2 separate regions of the Mus musculus genome follow, and region 1 is linked to region 2. Evidence: chromatin contacts called from public targeted proximity ligation data. All regions are on one chromosome and are shown on one strand. The core of a region is the stretch at or near the end of the contact, and the rest is flanking DNA. Distances in the headings are between cores, read along the strand shown.

The links.
Region 1: a targeted proximity ligation map of pancreatic cancer cells shows a contact between it and region 2. A contact is called at or near these places in 22 of 484 Hi-C or Micro-C datasets (the HPC-7 cell line, the MNK3 cell line, the N1E-115 cell line and 13 more), 7 of 130 datasets of targeted methods (the 230-238 cell line, CD8 T cells, heart atrium and 2 more) and 3 of 9 other capture datasets (adipose tissue, liver and pancreatic islet).

Annotation. Positions count from the first base shown.
Region 1 is chr19:30,124,319-30,128,379 of GRCm38.p6, reverse strand. It overlaps Gldc (glycine decarboxylase), which reads left to right. Exons shown (of 25, transcript NM_138595.2): 16 at 3,583-3,658. Among named protein-coding and RNA genes, the nearest start is that of Gldc, 49 kb to the left of the region's middle.
Region 2 is chr19:29,939,734-29,944,247 of GRCm38.p6, reverse strand. All of the region lies in intron 1 of Il33 (interleukin 33), which reads right to left. Among named protein-coding and RNA genes, the nearest start is that of Gm41832, 15 kb to the right of the region's middle.

The DNA.
Region 1 (4,061 bases), core at 1,275-3,774, 180 kb before region 2:
TACTTTTCTGCCGGTCCCCAGCTGGTTTATACAGATAAGCATTTTTTTCATAATCCTTTTCCACCAACAGGTGGCACCAATAACCTTATTTAATGATCTCTCCAAAGTAAGCTTTACAGGGCATCCAAACATTTTTAGTGTTTAGAAAAAGAACAGTTGATATTAAGAGATCTAAGGCAGAAACTAGGCAGCATTTCCCACCTTTCCTGTACTGGTCTCCTGTTGGATTGCTGGCGCTTCTGTCCAAAAAGCACCTTCTTAAACACACACACACACACACACACACACACACACACAAAACGACAACAGCAACAACAATAAAAACCAATTTATTTGTTCATTTGTGTGTGAGAGAGTGTATGTGTGTGGATACATGTGCCATGTGATTTGTGTGAGACAAGTCATGGGAGTCACTCTTTCCTTCCTTCATGTGAGCCCCAGGGATCAAACTCAAGTCGTCATGATTGGCAGCAAGCCCTGCTTTAACCCCTGGCCCCTCCCACCATTCCCAGTGTCTTTCAATGTCCATCCATACCTGCCATAAGGCAAGGTGAGTGGCTGGTATGAGAACAAGTTAGGGGCAAATATAAAATATCTACACCATCTTCCCACCTTACCTCCCTCCAACTCCTTTCACACCCTCTTGCTCTCTCTTCCAATTCATGGCCTGTTTTTTCTTTCATTGTTACACACACACACACACACACACACACACACACACACACACGATCCGATGAGTCCATTGGTGTTACTTGAGTAAGACTTTAAGGCTGCCACTTTGTTGGATAACTAACAAGGGGGTTCATCCCTAGCGAAGGCTACTTACCCGTTCTTTGCCAAGGGGTGGAGCCTCATGAAATTCCCCTCTACCCTGTTAGCATGGCTATTGGTGTCGCCCTTGTTCATCTCATGTTTAGATAGCCATATGGTTGAAGTGTCACGGATGTGGCTTCCCCGTTATTTTTCGGAGACACGGTCTCACAGGAGTTTTGTTTCTGCCTATGTCTTCTTCATTGTTCCCAAATGTTAGGTTAGGAATTGTATTGTAGATGTCTTCACTAGGGCCAGGCACCCCGAGATCATTTATTCTCTGCATTTTGACAAGTTATGGTTGTCTTCAATGGCCTCCATCTGCACAAAGAGGAGTTTCTTTGTTAAGAGATGAAGGCTACGCGTATCTGGGTTGTAAGAATGCAGTTAGGAATTTTGCTTGGGTTTTGGTAACGTGATTTATAATGGGTTCTCCAAGATCCTTGATCTTACTATTCGTGTGTGGTTGGCTAGGTTTCCAGTATCTGGCTTGATTTGCTTCTGTTGGGCAGGCTGAAGTCCAATTAGACAGCTGTTGATTATTGTGGTGGTTTGAATATGCTTGGCCCAGGGAGTGGCACTATTAGGAAGTGTGGCCTGTTGGAAGAAGTCTATCACTGGGGGCAGGCTTTGAGACCCTCCTCCTAGCTGCTTGGGAGATAGTCATTTCCTGGTTACCTTTAGATCAAGATGTAGAACTCTTAGCTCCTCGCAGCACATCTGCCTGCATGCTGCCATGCTTTTTGCCATGATGATAATGGGCTCAACCTCTAAACCTGTAAGCCATCCCAAATTAAATGTTGTCCTTTATAAAAGTTGCCTGGCTCATGGCGTCTCTTCACAGCAGTGGAAACCCTAACTAAGACAGTTATCTTCAGGAATAGGAGTGTCACTACACATTTTTTAAAGTCCCTTACTACAAGGGGGAAGAAAGGCTTGTGTGTGAATTGTCAGGGGTGAAGGATAGAATTCAATTCCCAGCAAATCTCCTAAGCATTTCTTTCCCAGCCACTTCATAAAGCTACAGTTCCTTAGGTCCCTGGTGGGGAATGCACAGAACCCCGAGTCTAGCTTGTTGAGATAAGGCAGGCACATAGCATGAACATTGCAGTAACTTTTAATGTACAGTAGATGCACGGGCTGATCTTGGATCACATGAACACGTAAGGTAAAATACAATAAGGTTCTTAAAATTGGTGTGTGTGTGTGTGTGTGTGTGTGTGTGTGTGTGTGTGTCCGTCCGTGTGCGCGCCCACCCAAGGAAGTCAGAAGAAGGCATCAGGTTCTCATGACTGGTGTTTCAGGCAGTTCTGAGATGCTCAGCACGGGTTCTGGGATCTTAACCATCCTCTGAAAAGAGCTGAAATGCCCTTGACGGCTGAACTCTTCTAGCACCTGCAATAAGAGTTTTGCTGGAGGAAGGTCACTCATTCACCAGTCAGTGTTTATTATATCCTCTTTTTTTTTTTTTTTTTTTTTAAATTTGTGGACAAGAACCTTGCTTTTGGGAATAGCCAGCCTCTTTGGGGCCTACTTAGTGAAAACAAGTCAGTCACATTAGGAGCTGAAGGTACTAGCTCAGCACAAGGACCTGTGTGGAAAACTCCGGGATGAGAATTGGCTTGATATGGTTCAGGGATGGCCTGGACAGCTGGAGGGTGGTAGATGACAGCCATAGGACGGAGCTAGGGTCACCTGACTAAGTCGGCTTTGGGAGGGCTCATAGAGTTGGCCTTGTTGGTTGGGATGATTCAGTCTTGGTGTGGATTTCCTCACCATTCAGAACATCTGCATGGTTTTTAATTCCCCCATTTAATAGATGACAGAGCAGCAGGGGACCACGTAATGAGAGGTGATAGTGATTTTCAACGTACGGCGTTCATTTCCTTGTTCTTGAAATAAATAAAAGGCGTTAAGTGTGCTGGCACTTTTGGCTTCAGCTGTAAAATGAGAGATAAAAATGAGTGAGTGTAGCGTGGAGAACAAGGCTCTGTGAAGGAGGCAGAGAGGCAGAGAGCCCTGATACCTCTCACTTCCCCTTCCCTGCTTCATGGAGAACAAGAACTCTGACCCATTTGCAGTTGTCTCAGCTTTGCTCACAGGAGCATTAGTCATTAAGCACGCTCTCAAAGTGGTGCCTGCAAGATAATGGCAGGCTTCTAGCAGCCACACATTCAAAGGGCAGGAACAATGTGTGATAGGAATGGAAAGTTTCCATGGCGATAGTGTGGCCTTTGCATGACTCAATATTTGATGGTATCGGAAAAAGCTTATTTTTCTAGGCGTGATCATTAGGCTGCAGTCACATTTTTAAGATTTCTTTCCTCTGAAAAAGACTCGTTGGTTTGAGCTGATAAAACATGAGCCTGGTGATGGTTTCACAATTGCTTAGTTCAGCATAGAGGGGTTTGTTGAGTGCTGGGTGTGTTTAGGAATGAGACTTGCCACAAACTGATCCTAATATCTTCTTATAATTTCTAATTTCCCCCTTGTAAAAACCCAGACAATGGGTTCCTTATTATTCCCACAATTTTTTTTAAAGCCAGTCAAATTCCCCCTAGTAAGACCAGGTTGATTCTAAGGTCCTGAGCTGATAAGCATGGCTCACCTTTAGTTGGTGCCAACCTGTTAATCTTCTTTCTATAAAGATGCCATATGATAGGAACCTGGACCATGGCTGCCTAATGTGTAATCAGTGTCTGCTAAATCCTAAATGAACACGGGGAAAGCTTGGAGCCCACAAGCCTGACTCTTCTCTTCTTGTCTTTGCAGCGGAGCGCAGGGGGAGTACGCCGGACTGGCCACCATCAGAGCGTACTTAGACCAGAAAGGAGAGAGACACAGAACAGTGAGTGAGCATGGGCAGGTGGTGCTCGATCCCTGGGGGAGGTTGAAGGCTCGGATCTCGGAGTCCCTTCTGTTCTGTGGGACCTACCTTTCCAGCCTTGGTGGAAGTAGACAGGGAGACATATAATCAAGAAACCCTTTTCTGCCACGTGATCATCAAAGACATCCCACGTAATCACGGTGACAGAAAACGTTCAGAAATAAAAGGCTTTTGTGCAAACCCAGCATATGGAGTAGTCAGTGGGCCATGAAAGTGCTCTCTAGGGAGAAGGAGGCAGGAACCTTATTGCTGCCATTGCCACCCTCCTCATTAGCTCCGCCCTAGCCCTGGGCCTAAGATTAAGCAATTTTGAGCCTAAGCATAGTCTAGGCCATATGTAAGATACCACTGAATAACTACGTTC
Region 2 (4,514 bases), core at 373-2,872:
AAAATTGTGGGTTTTGTGTCTCAACTTAGGATATCTTTTGCATCTATGACTAAAAGATTTGCTTATGCTATTTTCTAATATTTATTATTTAACATTTTTTTTATTTGTTTGGTTTTTCAAGATAGGGTTTCTCTGTGTTGCCCTGGCTGTCCTGGAACTCACTCTGTAGGCCAGGCTGGTCTCGAACTCAGAAATCTACCTGCCTTTGCCTCCCGAGTGCTGGGACTAAAGGCGTGTGCCACCAATACCCGGCTCATTATTTAACATTTTATACTTGGATTTTTGATTGATTCATGATTACTGTTAGCATAGAAATGTAAGTTGTGGTGAGGTATGGTAACACAGACTTTTAATCCCTGCACCCTGGAAGCAGAAGTCAATATATCTTTGTGATTTTGAGACCAGCCTCAATATATATGTGTGTATATATATACATATATATATATATATATACTGTATGTATATGTGTATATGTTTATATATACACTTTTATATATATACATATATATGTATATATGTATGCTATTGTTTTCAACTGCTTGTTCCAATTATGTTTGCAATCCAGTTTAGACAAAATCAAGCTTTAGTGTTTATGTTGGGAGCAGTGTGCAGAGGCCTGCGAATAGAATAAGGAACACTGATATCGAGAAACTTCTAAAATTTATTTATTTTATTTTTTGAAGCAAGGGTTTCACTATGTAGCCCTGGCTGGCCTGGAATTCTCCATGTAGACTAGGCTGGTCTTGAACTCACAGGGATTGATTCATCTACCTCTGCCTCCAAGTGCTGAGATTAAAGTGCATATACCACCATGCCTGGCTGATAGCAGGAAGCTTTTAACGTGTTAAACATTCACTGTACTTTGTGATTTTCTGACTCTGTGATGTGCCATCCAAAGAAAAAGAGTAAAGAAAACCAGTTTGATGTCCAATTGAAATCCCAGATAAAATATGCTGAGAAAAGAGCTGGGGTCACATTTGAGGGGTCAGTACAGCGTGTATACGGTTGAATGTGGGCCATCCACACACTTCAAAGAGCTCTTGTGTGTCAGCGTGAGAAACATCATAGTTCCAAGTCTCAAACACAAAAAGTGTGAGCTGTCATCTTTTCCAAAGTACTAATGTGTATGGCGGCCTCTTTGGCCTTTAGGAAGTTACGTTAAGTAAATATTGAATTGGCATTTTAGGTCAGGGACGTCCATCGGCATGAGCCCATGGGACACCGCGTGAAGATTTTCTTTTCAGTTTGGTGTATTTTCTACATCTGGTCAACCAGCAAGTCCTTTATCGAGACACCCCTGTCCTCCTAGGTGTCAGGCAATTCTCTTCGATGATCAGAGCTGTTGATATGCCATCAGAATGTCGGTTTGGCTACTGACTTTTCTTTCCTTAGTGAGACTCTTTGAAAACTTTGTGAAGGAACTTGGAAAAGATAGATAATATCGAAAAGACCTCTGACCCTAGAGAAAGTAATTAAGTGGTTTGGAAATCATTACAAGGAAATCTAACTTCTCTGAGGTCTCTTGAGGTCATAGCAGTGATAGGCTTGAGTCTGTGTACAGAGGGCTGTCTAATGATGACGCCAATGAGTCAGACAGCTTGCTGCTAGGCTAGGTGCTGGGAAGCAGTGGTGAACCAGTCAAAATCCTGCCTTCTGAAGCTTACTCGACACTGGCAGGCGGCTGTTGAGTAATATTCAGGCAAATACAATCTTCCCGAACACTGACGTCAGGAACCCAGAAAGGAGCTGGTGCTGAGGAAGGGCAGTCCCAACTTAATGTCAAAGGTCCTTCCACAAAGTGCAAGGAATCTGGGGGTGGGGCAGAAACGCCTTCTGTGCAAAGAACACTCCAGGGTAATGGTTCAGTTCAAGATGGGCATAATCTGCTTAAAGAACAGGGGGAGCCTGGTTGAACCACAATAGGCTATCAGGAACATAGTAGATGGGGGTAGAGATGGTAGAGAGCAGGAGGCATGTTTGGTTGGGCTCAAGAAGCCAAAGGAAGTAGCCTAGCCTCAACTTAAAAGACAGAAGGAGCCAAAGAAAAGGTTTTAAGCAATATGGATGTGATTTGACCTTTTTTTTTTTTTCATTTCTCTTTCTTACCTCCCTTCCTCCCTCTGCCCCTTCCTCCCTTCCCTCTCTCTTTTCTTTCCTTCCCTCCTCCTCTTCTTCTTCTAGATGAAAATTCACATATCCCAGACCTCGATACAAGTCGCTGCGTAGAGGACTTTTTAAAATTACATTTATTTGTTAGTCACGGGCCATGAATATCATAGGACAACTTGCAGGGACGGCTGCTCTCTTTTACTACACGGGTTCCAAGCATCAAACTTACAAGATTTAGCAGGAAGCACCTTTGCCCACTGTACCTAAGCTCAGTGACCCAGTCTGGGCCTTCTGACTCTCTTGACTCTGTCTCCATCGTGCCTAGAACCCAGGACTTTGCTCATGCTAAGCAATCACTCTACCAACTGAGCTTTGGGTCCTGGCCTTTCCCTTTTAAAAAAACTATGGCTACTATACAAGAAACATCTGAAGGCCAAGAAGAAGGGTGAGCGAGGAGTTTACAATAGGTCAGTCTTTAAAAAAATAAAATAAAACAACATATAATATATATATTGTTTAAAAAAATGTATGTGCACTGTACGTGCCTGTGTGCATTTATGCACACCATGCATGTGTGTGAGTGTGTGCCTACACAGGCTAAAGAGGGTCTCAGATCCCTGGAACTGGATTTACCAGTGGTTGTGAGTTGCCATATGTGGGTTCTGGCAGCTAAACCCAGGTCCTTCGCAAGAACAGCATGCGCTCTTAACTGCTGAGTCATCTGTAGCCATTAAGACACTCCTGAGTGAGGACAGTGTCCGTGAGGTGACTACAGCTTCACAGCTTTGGCCATTCATCTTATGTGAGCCAGGAGCCTTTTCACTAGCTATTTGCATATGGTTATCTCCCTGTTAGCGGCGTAAACAGTAGCTCACCTCTTGCCCAGGGATGGTCTGGCAAGGGCCACACTGCTAATTGTAAGTAAAGCCGGATCTGATAACAAGCTCTTTCCCTGAAGGCATGGGGAACATTGCTAGAATGGGATGATGTTGAATTCCAGGGCCTAAGTTCTAGTTTATGCTGTGTCAAGCCTTTATGGTCTAACATGAGAAGATTCATGAGTCTGTGATGGGAATCTCAAAGACATATTGCTAGTGCATAGAAAGAGGCAGTGTCCCCAAATGATCTGCTTTAGTTTTATTTCTACAGCTGTGATAAAATACTCCAACAAAAAGCAACTTGGGAAAAGGATGGTTTTACTTAAGTTCATAATTTCAGGTTATGTACCCCCGTGGGGGAAGTCAAGACAGGAACTTTAAACAGCTGTTCACATCTCATCGCAGTCAAGAGAAGGAAACAAATGCTTACGGGCTGGCTTGTTTGCATTCAGCTCAGTTTCTCCATTCCTATACTGCTTAGAAGTCCCCTCCTCCTCACCAGGGAATTGTGCCACTCACAGTGGGCTAGATCCCTCCACGTCCATTAACCAAGACCATCCCCCAAAGCCATCCGTACAGTGTGGCCCGCTGCACACACCCCCTTGATTAGGCTCTTTTCTCCAGACATTGTAAGTTATATCAAGTTGAAACCATCACATGGTCTTAGCTGATAGTCGATGGCTAAGCTTTCTAAGACAGAGTGACTTCATCACAGGACAATGCTGACGCACAGTGGGTCTCTTACACCAACTCTGTGCCCTCTTGGTTTTCACTTCCTTTCAGGCGGAGGCTGGAATAAGGGAAGGGAAAGCTGTCGTGAAAGCTCCCTCCTCCTCGGAGCTGAGTTACTTTCTCTTTCCTTCCTCCCACTGCTCTGAAATTTCCCTCTCCCTGGGAAAGGAAGTGCTCCCTGGAGAAAGCTGACAAAGCAATGAGTCTAGACAGATCACCCTCCAGAAGAGGGCGAGGACCACATTATTACTGGAAAGATTTCCTTTAAGCCTTTAAAGTGAGAGGCACTTAGTATTGGTTTTTAATTATTAAAAATTAATTTGCACACACACACACACACACACACACACACACACACACACACATACCTGTTTTTGCCCAAGGGGATCAAAAGAGGGTATTAGATGTGAGCTCTCTCACATAGATCCTAGGGACCCAATTTGGGTCTTCCGGAAGCATACCAGGTGCTTTTAAGCACGAGCCTTCTCTCCAGCCCCAGCTTTTATTATCTGTGATTCTCTGCTCTGCCTTGCTGTTGCTTCTTTGGATATAGTGTCCTCCCCATCAGCCTCTATCATCTCCCTCCACACCCTGTACCTTTTACGTCATAGGGCACAGGTGTCTGTCACTCATCAGTGCCCACCTGCTTCCACACCTGCAGAGCCTGGCTCACCTGTCCTTGCCAGTGATGCCGGAAAATGTTTCATTTTGACCCCTGGAGCGTAATCCTAATGTTTTATTTATCTTATCCTAATGGGACTCAGACTTCTTGTTCTTGGGTGGCGACACTTCCTA